2 separate regions of the Rattus norvegicus genome follow, and region 1 is linked to region 2. A link is a contact called in public Hi-C data. All regions are on one chromosome and are shown on one strand. The core of a region is the stretch at or near the end of the contact, and the rest is flanking DNA. Distances in the headings are between cores, read along the strand shown.

What was found. A called contact is a pair of places that touch in the nucleus more often than the background predicts.
Region 1: a contact with region 2 is called in a Hi-C map of mammary epithelial cells, with 4 times the contacts expected there. The contact joins the promoter of Mrps17 here to the promoter of Tyw1 in region 2. A contact is called at or near these places in 2 of 12 Hi-C or Micro-C datasets (mammary epithelial cells and psoas muscle).

What each region holds. Positions count from the first base shown.
Region 1 is chr12:32,585,411-32,592,292 of GRCr8, reverse strand. Mrps17 (mitochondrial ribosomal protein S17) reads left to right here and starts at 4,481. Exons shown (of 3, transcript NM_001105923.1): 1 at 4,481-4,832; 2 at 5,664-5,803; 3 at 6,847-6,882. The coding sequence starts at 5,681.
Region 2 is chr12:32,050,394-32,056,637 of GRCr8, reverse strand. Tyw1 (tRNA-yW synthesizing protein 1 homolog) reads left to right here and starts at 2,184. Exons shown (of 16, transcript NM_001107137.1): 1 at 2,184-2,320; 2 at 3,397-3,527. The coding sequence starts at 2,317.

The DNA.
Region 1 (6,882 bases), core at 3,232-5,731, 530 kb before region 2:
TCAGTGGTAGAGCGCTTGCCTAGGAAGCGCAAGGCCCTGGGTTCGGTCCCCAGCTCCTGGAAAAAAAAAAAAACAGTTATGTCTGCGGCTAGGGGTAGTGGCAGTTGTCTGCATTCCCAGCACTCGGGAAGCTGAGGCAGGAGGATCATCAGTTTTAAGGCCAGCCTGGGCTACACAGTGAGACTCTTATCTCAAAGAAATAACAAAAAAAAAAAAAGTGGGTGGAAAGCAAAATGAAATGATCATACTCACAAGCAATACTTGTTTAAAATATGGTTTTCATATAAAACCAGGCAGGGTAACTTCTAAAATATTAACTATGATTATTTTTAGGGGATGTGTGTCTTGGAAACTTTTAATCCCAATCCAGGGTTTCTGCCTTGCCTAGGTCATTCAGTTCCCGGTTAAAAGACACACAACCTTCATATTTACAATAAGCCTTAAATAGCACAAGAGCTGGGCAGAAACCTACCCTCCATGCTGTTAGAATCTATCTTCCAATCGATAACCCTGAGTGATTACTTACTATGTTTATCTGGGCTGCTCTTGACTCCAATTGGCCAGCCCTCGGGGCCATGCTTTCTTTCTTTTTTTTTTTTTTTCCGGAGCTGGGGACCGAACCCAAGGCCTTGCGCTTCCTAGGCAAGCGCTCTACCACTGAGCTAAATCCCCAACCCCGGGGCCATGCTTTCTTGATTCGGGGCCATGTTTTCTTGACTCCTAAGCCACGGTACCTCTCTTCCTCCTTCACCTTCGCTCCCTCATGGTTCTCCTCCGACCCCCAAGTCTAGGAACCCTATAACCCATCTATGTCTCTTCTGCCCAGCTATTGGCTGTTATCATCTTTATTTACCAATCAAAAATAACTTGGGGACAAGGTCACATAGTGTCACTTGAGTCTACGCGTCTCTAGGGAAACCAGGTCTTGGGGCCCTGCAGTTAACATTACAATACATAGCCAAAGACCAAACCTCAACAGATGTGACTATTTGAAAGCTTTAGCTTTTCCTTGTATTTGTTTTCTGTGGACTTTTGGAGTCATGTATGTCAGTGCACCATGTGTATGCAGTACCTATGAGAACCAGAAGAGGGCATCAAATGCCCTGGAATTGGTGGTTGTGAGCCGCGGTGTAGGTGCTGGGATGGACGCCAGGTCCTCGGCAGGAGCATCCAATGCTCTTAACTGCAGAGTCTCCATCCCCAACGGACTCTTTCCTTCATGCATTCCTACATTTATTTTAATATGTTACTCTATGCGCTGCTTGTATCATTTTAAACAAAAAAAAAAAGAGGAAAGAGTAATATTTAAATAAACAAGCTGGCATTACCATAGGACAATCTGCAAATATGTTTTGTAGGGCCTGGACCTCTTATCTGCCTTCTGAAAGCACAGACGTCCCTCCGGTATCTCCCATAGTCCTTTGGCATTTCTTTTTCTTTTATCCTTTTCAACCATGGCTACTTCTGGGTGACCATTATCTTGCTCTAGCTCCCATAGTCCTGTTTTCGATGTCTCCAGGCTCACTGTCGCCTCCTTTCTTAGGCTCTTGCTTGTTTTATGTCCACATTGTAAAATGTCCATTGTGTGACTTGTTAGGGCCATCTGGTAATTCTGCACGTAATGGTTATCTTTTTAAAGCATAATGTCAGCAAGGATCTGTACATTCTGAATCTCTTTTAGATTGGGGAGGTGGGGTTTCCAGACCGGAAATGAAGAAGACGTTGCTCCTGCACAATGCGTCCGATGAAAATCAGCTCCTCGAGGGTCGTAACGGAGACCGACGGGAGCACTTTCTGGTCCTCCATCTTAGAAGGACTCTGGGAGTTTGATTGGCAGTTAGAACTGAACGAAGCAAAGCAGGAGAAGCATTTGGAACAAGCATCTTTCACCCACCGAAAAATTGCACAGAGAAGCCTGGGGTGTGATAACTTTGAGGAAAACTATAACCTGAACTCAAACCTTGTGCACCACGGAACCCCTCCCATAAAGAAACCTCTCCGCCATAACACACAAGGAAAGAGCAGCGGATGGCATTCAGATTTGTGTCTTGTGGAAACTACGTAAGAGAGCGGACCCCGTGAATACACCGAGTGTGGGGAAATCTTCAGTCGGCCTCCTCCTCTTACGAATTGTATTCTCAGAGAGAAACACTGTGAATGTGAGAAAGCCTTCAGCCAGAGCGCTCACCTTAACCAACATGGGAAACTCCACAGCCGTGAGAAATCGTGTGACTATAGACGCGAGGAAAACCTCAAATTGAAGTCCTATCCTTAGTGGCATGTAACTCAGCGGGGGGAAACATGAACTTACAGAGATGAGAAGTTTTCAAATTCAGTCTTTTCATTCACGATCAAATGATTCCTGGCGTAAAGAATGCTTATCTACCAGTGAAATCGAATTTGTAACTAAATTTAGTAGTTTATAATATTCACAGGCGGTCTTATAAATAGTGAACATTATTATATTTACAAAGATAACATGCACTCGGGAATGCTGTTGGTAGTGTTTTCTTTGTAACACTAGCACATGGTGGGGAGAGAGGACTAGGAATTTAAGAAAACCCTCCACTATAGATGGACTTCAAGGCCAATATGGAGTACTTAAGACCCTGTTTTTCAAACAAAAACAGAATAATTGGGGAAAAAACCATAACAATGTAAAGTGGCATTAACATATAATTACTAACCTTTAAATGTATTCTATAATACTGTTTAATTGTATGGATATTGATTAAACAAGGTGACACTGTAATATAGCCAGTTAGATAAAATAGAATAAACAGAGTAATAATTCCCAAATGTTAGTCATTTTGTGCTTTATTTAAAGTTTTTCCTATATTTAGTCTTAATACTTTTTTAAAGGACATAAGATTTTTAGCCTAGACTAATAAATATTTATGGAACTTAATAGTTTGCTATACTAATTAAAATTTGTTCTGCTCTCTAGCAGAATAAAAATACACTTTACATTTTAAAATAGTTGACTAAGCCAGGCACTCAGGAGGTGGAGATAGTAAGATCGCTGAGCGTTTGAGGGCAGTGCAGGATACGTAGTTAAACCTTCACACACACACACACACACACACACACACACACACACACACACACATTTCCTTAATTGGAAAAGCTAAATAGAACATCCCTCTCTTCTCACAGCCTTTGCACTGATGAATTGGAAACTCTTATAAATCCCATGGACTAATTTGCCCGGGAAATTCAATGTATCTTTCTTTGGAGACCCAAGCAGAGCAATTTGAGGTCAACTGGGAACTGGGGACTGCTCTTATGGAAACTGCCTTGCCACCATCCTTTGGAGAGGAACTCCAGTTCAGCTTTAACCAGGAAAAAACAATAACCTCCAGGTGGTGGCAAAGGGTGTGTGTGTGTGTGTGTGTGTGTGTGTGTGTGTGTGTGTGTGTGTGTAAAGAAACCTTCAGGTGGTGGCGAAGGGTGTGTGTGTGGTGTGTGTGTGTGTGTGTGTGTGTGTGTGTAAAGATATGTTCTCTGTATTTACACTTTTCTACTACCTATTTCATACCTGGTTTGTGGTTTTGTGGGCGAGGCTCCCTTTTATTAATCTTTTCCCTACAATACTTAACACAGATCCTTATAATGTATGTTCCATAAATGTTTGCTAAAAAAAAAAAATGGCTGGGTTCGGTCCCCAGCTCCGAAAAAAAAAAAAGAACCAAAAAAAAAAAAAAATGGGCTGGACAGATTGATGTTTTGTTTTATTGTTCTTATTTTAATACTGGGGATCGTTTCCAGAACACGGTGCATGAAAGAAAAGCCCTTGGCCATCTGGCTGTATTTCTGTATTACCGCGTCCACCTTTAATATTAACATTTTTTGACCTGCATATTATACATATTTATGAGATACAGTGTGATATTGCAGCGCACACAGACAGCAACGTCAGGGTAGCTGGCATATCCATACGCTTACCACATCTTTGCCTTAAAAATATTCAGAAGCACCTGTATCTGCTACTTTGACGTATGCAAATATTACACTACGCAACAAGACATTAGAAATTATTGTAAATCAAGTCTGTAATCCAACACTGGAAAGGCAGAGGCAAGCCAAATGTACAATGTGAGACTGTTAAAAATAAGAAAAGGAGTTTCTGTGACAAATACAAGGTCCTTTGATTTGAAAACATGTTCAGGCTATTCCTGGGAAATCAAAGGAGCAAGAAACAAAATTAAATAGGAAAAGGTAGGATCCTCCTGCGCATCTCCAGCAGTGCCTATGGAAAAAGTCTAAGCGGGACACACTTAACCCCAGGACTTCCGCCCAAGGTGCGGTTTCAAATAGATTGGGCGGGGTCTTATCTTTAGCCCCGCCCAAGACTGGCAGGACTGGCGCCTGGGAAAAGGGAGGGGTGGGGCTAGCGCACCATGTGCGTCATCATGCTGCGCCCAGGCTCCTCCGGCCTTGGTCCGAGTTGTAGGTTTTGGAGGTGAGCGAGGGCTACGGATCTGGGTATTGGGTTCGGCAGTGCTACGTCTCCTGTTACTCTCCCTGGTGGTTTCGGTAGCAAATGATTCCCAAAGCGGCTCCGAGTCAAAGTCTCGTTGTTCCTGTACAGGAAGCTGGCTGACCGGCCGAGGTCTTGCAGTGAGCTCTTGTGTGTGTGGTAGCGGGCTGTATTGTCTATAATTGAGACAGAGAACTGCAATAAATGCTGTGACCTCGAGAACGTGCCCTGCTAACGACAAGAAATAAACCTCGCAGACTCGGGAGTTGAGCGCTTCAAACAGCATCGTTTATTATAATACTCCCTAATTGGGAACCAGTTCCAAGAAAGGACACCAAGTGACACGGACGAGGTGTTTCTAAATGGTTACAGAATAAAGAATAGTGGGTAAAGGGTAAATAAGGTGACTTGTAGTGATCTAGTAGGCACCTGTAGGTAGAAGAGCTTTGGTCTGTAGAGCATCTGTGATCGGTAGCAGGGGAATTTTCCGGATGATTAGGTTAGAGCCGCACTGAGGCGGGACCCTTAACTGTTTATTTTCCCGCTGTATCCTTCCTCATTTGGAGAGAGGGACGCCAGTGTGACCAGTTTAATTGTGTGCTTGCACACTAATAGTTCCTCAAAACACCTTTACTCAGGCCATGTTATTCCTAACTTTCTGTATAGGGAATCTGAAGGTTAAATTCATTTTCTACTTTGTAAACATTATAAAGATAAGTCCTGTAAGCATCTTTAACCAGGCTGTTTCAGAAAAGTAGAAAAATGACTGCTGGACACGGGCATTGCTCCTAACGAAATTCTCTTGGTAAGCCCTAACCACCAGAATGCTGGTTTAAATGGGGTGTTGTGGTACCAGCCTGTGTGTAATTTCAGAGGATCCCCTGGAACTGGTGCTGCAAAGGTTTCGAGCCACCATAAGGGTGCTGAAAACTGAACCCAGGTCCTCTGGAAGAGCAACCAATGCTTAGCTGCTTAGGCATCTGTCTCTCCAGCCCAGCTCATGGGAGGCTAATGTAGAAGGCTCTCCCAGTTTAACGCAAGCCTGGGCTACAGTGGAGAAAGGTAAACTTAAGAAAAAAGAAACCGAGCCATTGGTTTGTTAATGGATAGCGGGAAAGGGGGCAAGACTGTGTCTTAACAGTACTAACCTTTAAGGGGTTTTTTTTGTTTGTTTCCATTTTAGGCGCTCACAGACACATAATGTCAATAGTCCGTTCAGCCGTCCACGCCAAATGGGTTGTGGGGAAGGTGATTGGTACAGCAATGGTAAAAACTGCTAAAGTAAGAGCGACCAGACTTGTTTTGGATCCCTACTTACTAAAGGTGAGGATTCACACTTGCTTTAAAGTGCCATCGATGGGTCATCAACGTGCTACTGCTATGGTTCTCAGCCTGTGGGTCTCAATCCCTTTGGGAGTCACATATCAGATACTTACATTATGATTCATAACTAGCAAAATTACGGCTATGAGGTAGCAACAGAAATAATGTGACTGGGGATCACCACAACATGAGCTGTATTAAAGGATCGCAGTGTTGGGGAGGTTGGGGAACCATTGCTTTAGGGTCTGAGCGGAAAAGCATTTCCCTGTCGGTAAAAGATAAGTTGAACATCTGTGGCAATCTGCGTCACCCACTGCTGACCTGTAGGTGTAACCTGGTTCATAGGCTTTCGGGAACACACAAGTTCATTCCGATATTTCCTGTATCGACTAGCTGGGCAGAACAGTACGGGAACAGGACAAGACACTCCATCCCAGTAAAGAGACGTTTGAGCTGACCCTCCAGTACAATTCTATTCCTGGGTCGGGTGAATCCATTGTCGTGGTTCTTCCAGCTGTGATAGGGCATAGCCTCCTGCAGACAAAGCGAGTGGTTCCACACATTGAGGCCGGGAGTTGGTATTCCAGTTTAAGGAATCCAGGACAGTTGGAGACAGACTGGAAAGGATCCACTGTGCTTTGGTGCTCTGCTTTGTTTGGGGACAGGGTCACTCTGTGTAGCCCTGGCCGTCCTACAACTCCATATGTAGACTAGACTGGCTTTGAACCCACAGAGATCCTCCTGCCTCTGCCGTTGGTATGCATCGCTATTCTCAGCACTATAGGCAGTCCATATGGACCAGCGTAAGGAGTGAGGAAGGGGATTTTTGCAAAACTGTGGAGTAGAAACCATAAGGACCTAAACTACAGTGGCAGCATCGGGAATGGGGTGGGCAGGGCAGACCCAGGGGAGAAGAACCAAAGCTGTGGCTGGGTAGAGGAATCAGGAGAGGGGCAGCTTGCTGGGAGTTGTTTTTGGTGTTCTTTTTGCACCACACATCGCAGATGGGAGTTACCGATCTGCGCCTCTCCTTCTCTCCACAGTACTTTAATAAGCGGAAAACCTACTTTGCTCATGAC
Region 2 (6,244 bases), core at 935-3,434:
GCTGAAACGACCCTGCGGCGCGCGAACCCTTAACGCCCAAAGAGTGCGCGGCTCTTCCGGTCCCTACTCCGGGGCAGCAGCTACTGCGTACCCGATTGCCCTACTGCGCATGCGTCAGGTGGGTACAAACCCGGTAGAAGAAAGCAACTACGCCTGCGCAGTGTGACTTTTGCGCCCTCCATCTCCGCCCTCAAAGGAAGGCGTTCTGTTCGGTGGTGACGTCATTTACTTGCGCCAGTCATGGCTATAGGCTGGTGACTAATGTTTAGTGTCCCGGTGGGAACTTGGTATTCTGGTTGAATAGTTCTGCAGAGTTTAAACGCTGCACTCATTTTTAACTTTTTAAAGGAGAATTTTAGAGGGGAAAAAGGAGGTAAAAAGTGTAACGAGCTTCCATCTTGCTTCAATAATTATCCACCTGTTTTCATTCTTTTAAAATATTTTATTTATTTATTATATATATGAGCACACTGTAGCTGTCTTCAGACACACCAGAAGAGGGCATCAGATCTCATTACAGATGGTTGTGAGCCACCATGTGGTTGCTGGGATTTGAACTCAGGACCTCGGGAAGAGCAGTCGGTGCTCTTAACCACTGAGTCATCTCTCCAGCCCCCCTGTTTTCATTCTTATTCTATCCTCCCTCTTTTAACTGTATTATTTTACAACAAATTACCCCGCGGGATGGCCATCGTCTGTAATGCCAGAATTTGGCAGGTATAGACAGGATACAAAGAGTTCAAGGCCATCTTCGCCAGCACAGGGAGTCCGAGGCCAGCCTCGATTGCTTGAGAACCTTTTTCATCATCGCCTTCAAAACAAATCATCATATGGTTTTATTCTTTTTTTTTTTTTTTTTTTGGTTCTTTTTTCCGGAGCTGGGGACCGAACCCAGGGCCTTGCACTTCCTAGGCAAGCGCTCTACCACTGAGCTAAATCCCCAACCCCATATGGTTTTATTCTTAAATATTTAAGTATTTCAGTATACCGTTATCAGACACTGATCTAATATGCACTTCACATTTTATTCCTAACATAAACAATTCTCTTTACAGTCGATTTGTTCCAGATAAAATGCAAAGAAGCCCGCCCACTGTACATATAGACTGCATACTATAGTCATTGTAGGTTTTGCTTTGTTTTGCTTATTTGAACACAATATAGCCTAGGCCAATCTCTAATTCATGGGCAATCCAATCCTCTGCATTTTGTCTCAGTCTCCCATATTGGTATTAGAAGTATGTGCTACTACACCTGGCTGCCCTTAGTCTGTTGTTTTGTTTGTTTGCTTGCTTTTTAGATTCCGTATTCTCTGTTTCTTATTTAAAAATTCTCTTGGAGGGGCTGGAGAGATGGCTCAGTGGTTAAGAGTACTGACTGTTCTAGTGGTCCTGAGTTCAATTCCCAGCAACCACATGGTGGCTCACAATCATCTGCAATGGAATCCGATACCCTCTTGTGGTGTGTCTGAAAACTCTATCTATACATTTCTTTAAAGAAGTAAATACAATTTCTCTTGGCCTATGCACCTTATGCACCTGGGAGTCAGAGGCAGGCTAATTGCATTGTAAATTCGAAGCCATTTTGTTCTACATAGGCAAGTTAAGGCCATTCGGAGCTACACAGTGAGACTCTAAATAGTAGCTATCCTGTATCTCGTGATCCTTCTGTTTCAGTCTCAAGAGCGATGAAATTACAGGCCTGTGTCACCAAGCTGAATTAGTTTCTTCCATTGATTGATTGATTGATTTATTGAGACAAGGTCTCTTTATAGCCCTGGCATACGTATGTCCTGGAGCTTATTACGGGGACTAACTAGGAGCTCCCAGAGATCCGCCTGCCTGTGACTCTGGAGTGCTAGGATTAATGGCCTGCACCATGCCAGGCTGTCATTGATTTCTTGAAAGTACTGCCCTCTGTGCCGCCCTTTCCCCTTCTGAGCCAATCCCAGTGGAGCCAGAAGCACGTTGGCTTTTGCATCTCCCGCTCTGGATGGAGCTTCCCACAGACCCACCCCTTTACACTCTGAACCAATCAGAGAAGTACAGGAAGTGCTCTAACATCTTTCCCAGGGTTACGATCGATGGCTTCTCTCTGGTCCCGCCTCTTTTCTATTTGAGCCTATCAGAGAGGAGGTTGGAGCTTCCGCTAGCTCCCTCTTCTTCTTCTTCGGGGCCCGCCTCTGTCCCCTGTAGCCAATGCGGGCGGGCCTGCGGGCGGCATGGCTTCCCTAGCCCTGTAAACCCGACCTTCCTGATCTCAGTCCCGGGTTCTCTGTGTTTGCTGGCGATTTGTGGGGCTCGGGCTCCGTGGAGGATGGGTGAGGCCGGGCTGGCCAGGGTCTGGGGCGGGCAGGAGGAAACAGCTTCCCTCCCCACGTAGGGCCATAGGTTGTAGAGCTGCAGCTGATGTTTTACTTTTTGTTTTTATTGTGTCTTATTTTTCCTTCCTTCGTTTTATTTTACTTCTGTTTATTTTTCTTTTGAAAGGGCCGTATTTTGTATTCCATGTTAACTTAGAACGCACTGTGTAGTTCAGGAAAATTTGGGACTCACCATGTAGCCCGGGTGGGGAACTCAACTTGTGTAGTAACTGGCTCGGCCTTCAGTGTATAGCGGGAACTCACATGGAACTCACTACCCAGGCGGCTTAGGAAATTGCTATGTAGGCTAAGCTGGCCTGGAACTCGGATGTAGCCTAGGTTAGCCTTAAAAATTAACAGTGTTCCTCCTACCTCAGCCTACTGAATGTACAAGGAGGAGGCTGTTGCTCCTGGGAAAATAAATTTCAGATTTCTAGTCCTTTGAAAAAATTTCTTTTAGCTTCTGTGTTTAAGGCTCTGAATGAAAACAAATCAAGCGTGGGCTGGAGAAATTGCTCAGTGGTTAAGGACGCTTGCTATTTTTCCAGGGGTTCACCTCTGGGTTCATCATGCCCTCAAGTAATTGAAAGTAATACAAATAAATCCTTTTAAATTGTGTCACTGTGCACATACACACACATACATGCCTACACATAACTGAAAGTAATACAAATTTTTTTTTTTTAAATGGTGGCACATGCTTGTACTCCCAACACTCGGGAAGCAGAGGCAGGTGTCCAGCCTGGTCTTTCCTAGTGCGTTCCAGGACAGCCATATAGCTGTATAGAGAGGCTCTCTGTCATAAAACAACCAGTAACAATGACAGCAACAACAAGAAGTCAGTCATGGCACTATTTGTACACAGAGGCAAGAGGATTGTTTTAAGTTTGAGAGTGACCTGGGCTCCAAAATGAGACTTTGTTTCAACCAAAAAACTCACCCAGAGGTCTATGCTTCTTAGACCATTGAATGTGAAGTTTGCTTATAATTCTTAAAACATCAACGGGGGTCTTTGTGTGTGGTTTTAAACTCAGGTCCTCCTCTGGATGTGTGGGACTTCTCGTCACCTTTGCTGTCCCTATGGATGAACAGGTTCTACATATATATGGGCTGTGCCCTGGGAGTTACGCTTTGGTTCTGTGTCCAGATCATCATCAAGAAGCAGGTAATTGGGGTCGTTTTTTTTCTCTCTCTACTTCTCCCCTTAAAAGATTTTATTTCTACTTAGGGACCCATGTGTGGTATATGTACAGTGCCTGTGGAGGCCAGAAGAGGGTAGGAGTTACAAGTGGTTGTAACTGGTATTGGTCCTGGAACAGCGGTGTGTGTGCTCTTGACAGCTGAGTCTTGCCTCTGCCGCCTCGTCTAATTTTGTGATCCATGGTCTTCCGTTTAACCTGGAGTTTGCTTATTGGGCCATGGTGGCTGGCCAGTGAACCAGAACTCCTCCCCTTTTTTTGCCTTCCCAGCACTGGGATTAAAGGTTTGTGTCACCACACCCAGCTTTTTATGTGGGTGCTGGAGTTTGAACTCAGGTCCTTTGTGTGTGTGTGTGTGTGTGTGTGTGTGTGTGTGTGTGTGTGTGTGTATGTGCAGTTGATGGATCTGTGATGCCTGATCCATCTTCCCTTCTATCTTTCTTTTTTTCTAAAAATTATTTTATATGTGTGAGTCTTTGGCCCACATGTATGTAGGTCTGTGCCCTTGGAGGTCAAAAGGGGGCATTGGGTCTCTTGGAATCCTCCTAACTGCTGAGCCATCTCCCTAGCCCGAGTTCTTATTTTTTATTTTTTGGTGTTCATTTATTTATTTGGGGGGGGGTGTGTGTGTGTGTGCGCGCGCGCACCTGCGTGCGTCTGTCTGTCCGTCTGTGCAGGAGAGGGGCAACACCTTTCAGGAGTTGGTTCCTTCCATAATATCTGTCCGTCTTCCTGGGGGAGGGGTGAAACCTTTCGGGAGTTGGTTCCTTTCTTCCGTAATGTAGGTTCCGAATTGAGCTCTAGTCAGCCAGCTTGGCTACAGGAGCCTGTGCCTGCCTACTCACGTAGCATGAGAGAGAGCTATGTTACGTATCCCTGGCTGCACACTGTGGAGCCATTAGCCTTGAACTTTGAGCAGTCCTCCCGAGTGTTGAGATTACTTGCGGGCATCTCTGAGCCTAATGTCCATACCATAATAAATCACCTTTTTGTTTGTCTAAATTTTTTTAAATGCCTTAATTTTTTTCCTCTTAACATTTTACAGACTGTGCCATAGTGGTCTAAGTTAGAATCAGGAAGATTTTTTTATAATGGAGTTTTAACTTACAAAAGAGAAAAATACCCAGGTGTCTTTAATCCCAGCACTCCGGAGGCAGATACAAGCAGATCTCTGAGTTTGAGGTCAGCCTGGTCTACAGAGTGAGTTCCAGGACAGCCAGGGCTACGTAGAGAGACTTTGTCTCAATGAAAGAGAAAAACAAAAACCAAACCAGAACAGAAATAATGAGATAAAAATAATTAAAGAGGTAGATGGATAAATAAATGAGAAAGAGAAAGCCGTTTTGCACCTTCCAGGAATCAGAGGTAATCTTTCCCTTACACCCACTAAAGGTCAGAACACAAGAACGCAGTTTGCCCGCCATATCCTGGTGCTTTTAGGATTAAGTTGAAAGGATAGAAGGTTTGGCTCTGGACTGGGGAGATGCTCAGTGGGTTACAGCACTTGCTGTGAGACCTGACAGTCTGAAAACCCGGGGCCAGTTCCCACAATCCACATAAAAGCTGCTTTGGACACGGAGAGATGGCTCTGCCGTTAAGAGCATGCGTAGTGCTCCTGTAGAGGACCCCAGGTCTGCACCCACGGCACATGTCAGGTGACTTGCAAATGCCTGTAACTCTAGCTCCAGGGAATCCCGAACCCTCCTCAGTCCTTGATGATTACTAGACACTCATGCATGCATGCACGCACGCACGCACGCTCCCACGCTCCCACGCTCGCAGGCACAGGCACAGGCACTTGAACATGAACATGTACACGCGCATGGCACCAAACCCCTTTACCTGTCCTGACTTACTATTCTCACCTGTCACGTGACGTTTTCTCAAATACTGTTTCTGTTCACCCCAGGAGAGGGCTATGCCAGACTGAAGACATGTTTTTTTTTGTTTTATTTTTTTGTTTTTTTTTTGGTTCTTTTTTTTTTTTTCTGGAGCTGGGGACCGAACCCAGGGCCTTCCTAGGCAAGCGCGCTACCGCTCCCCAACCCCGTGAAGACATGTTTTTATCCAAGTCCCCTTCGTGAGCCAGTCAGTTTCTTGGGTTGTGGCCAGCAGCATGCCTGCCTCTTGGGAAGCTGCATCACCTGAAAGGCCTGCTGGGCGTGGCTTATGCTAAACACCAAGGGCCCCTACACACCCACCAGGCAGCTCCACCGGAAAGTCTCTTCTAGCAATGGTTTGCTGCTTATATAACCATGGTGGGAGCTTCTTGAATCTTCTAAGTTTCTCGTGGGTTTCATGCCTCTCTTGAGCTTACCTGCTAGAAGGGATATTTTAGTTTGGAGGATAGAGCTAACAATACCCTTCTCTAAACGGTGTAAAAACTATATATAACATTTTCACTGGGTCAAGCATAAGTATTTACAGATGATTTAAAAGCCTCTGGGAGGATCTCTGTCGGCTCTAAGTCAATTCTGTGCCATTTTATATGAAGGATTGAAGCTAGGTTCGGAGAAGGCGGCTTATAATTCCAGGACCTCGCAGGCTGAGGCAGGAGAATGATTAGTTTGAGGCCAGCCTGGGATATATAGGTAGACAGTGTCTTAAAACAACAATACCGGGGCTGGGGATTTAGCTCAGTGGTAGAGCGCTTACCTAGGAAGCGCAAGGCCCTGGGTTCGGT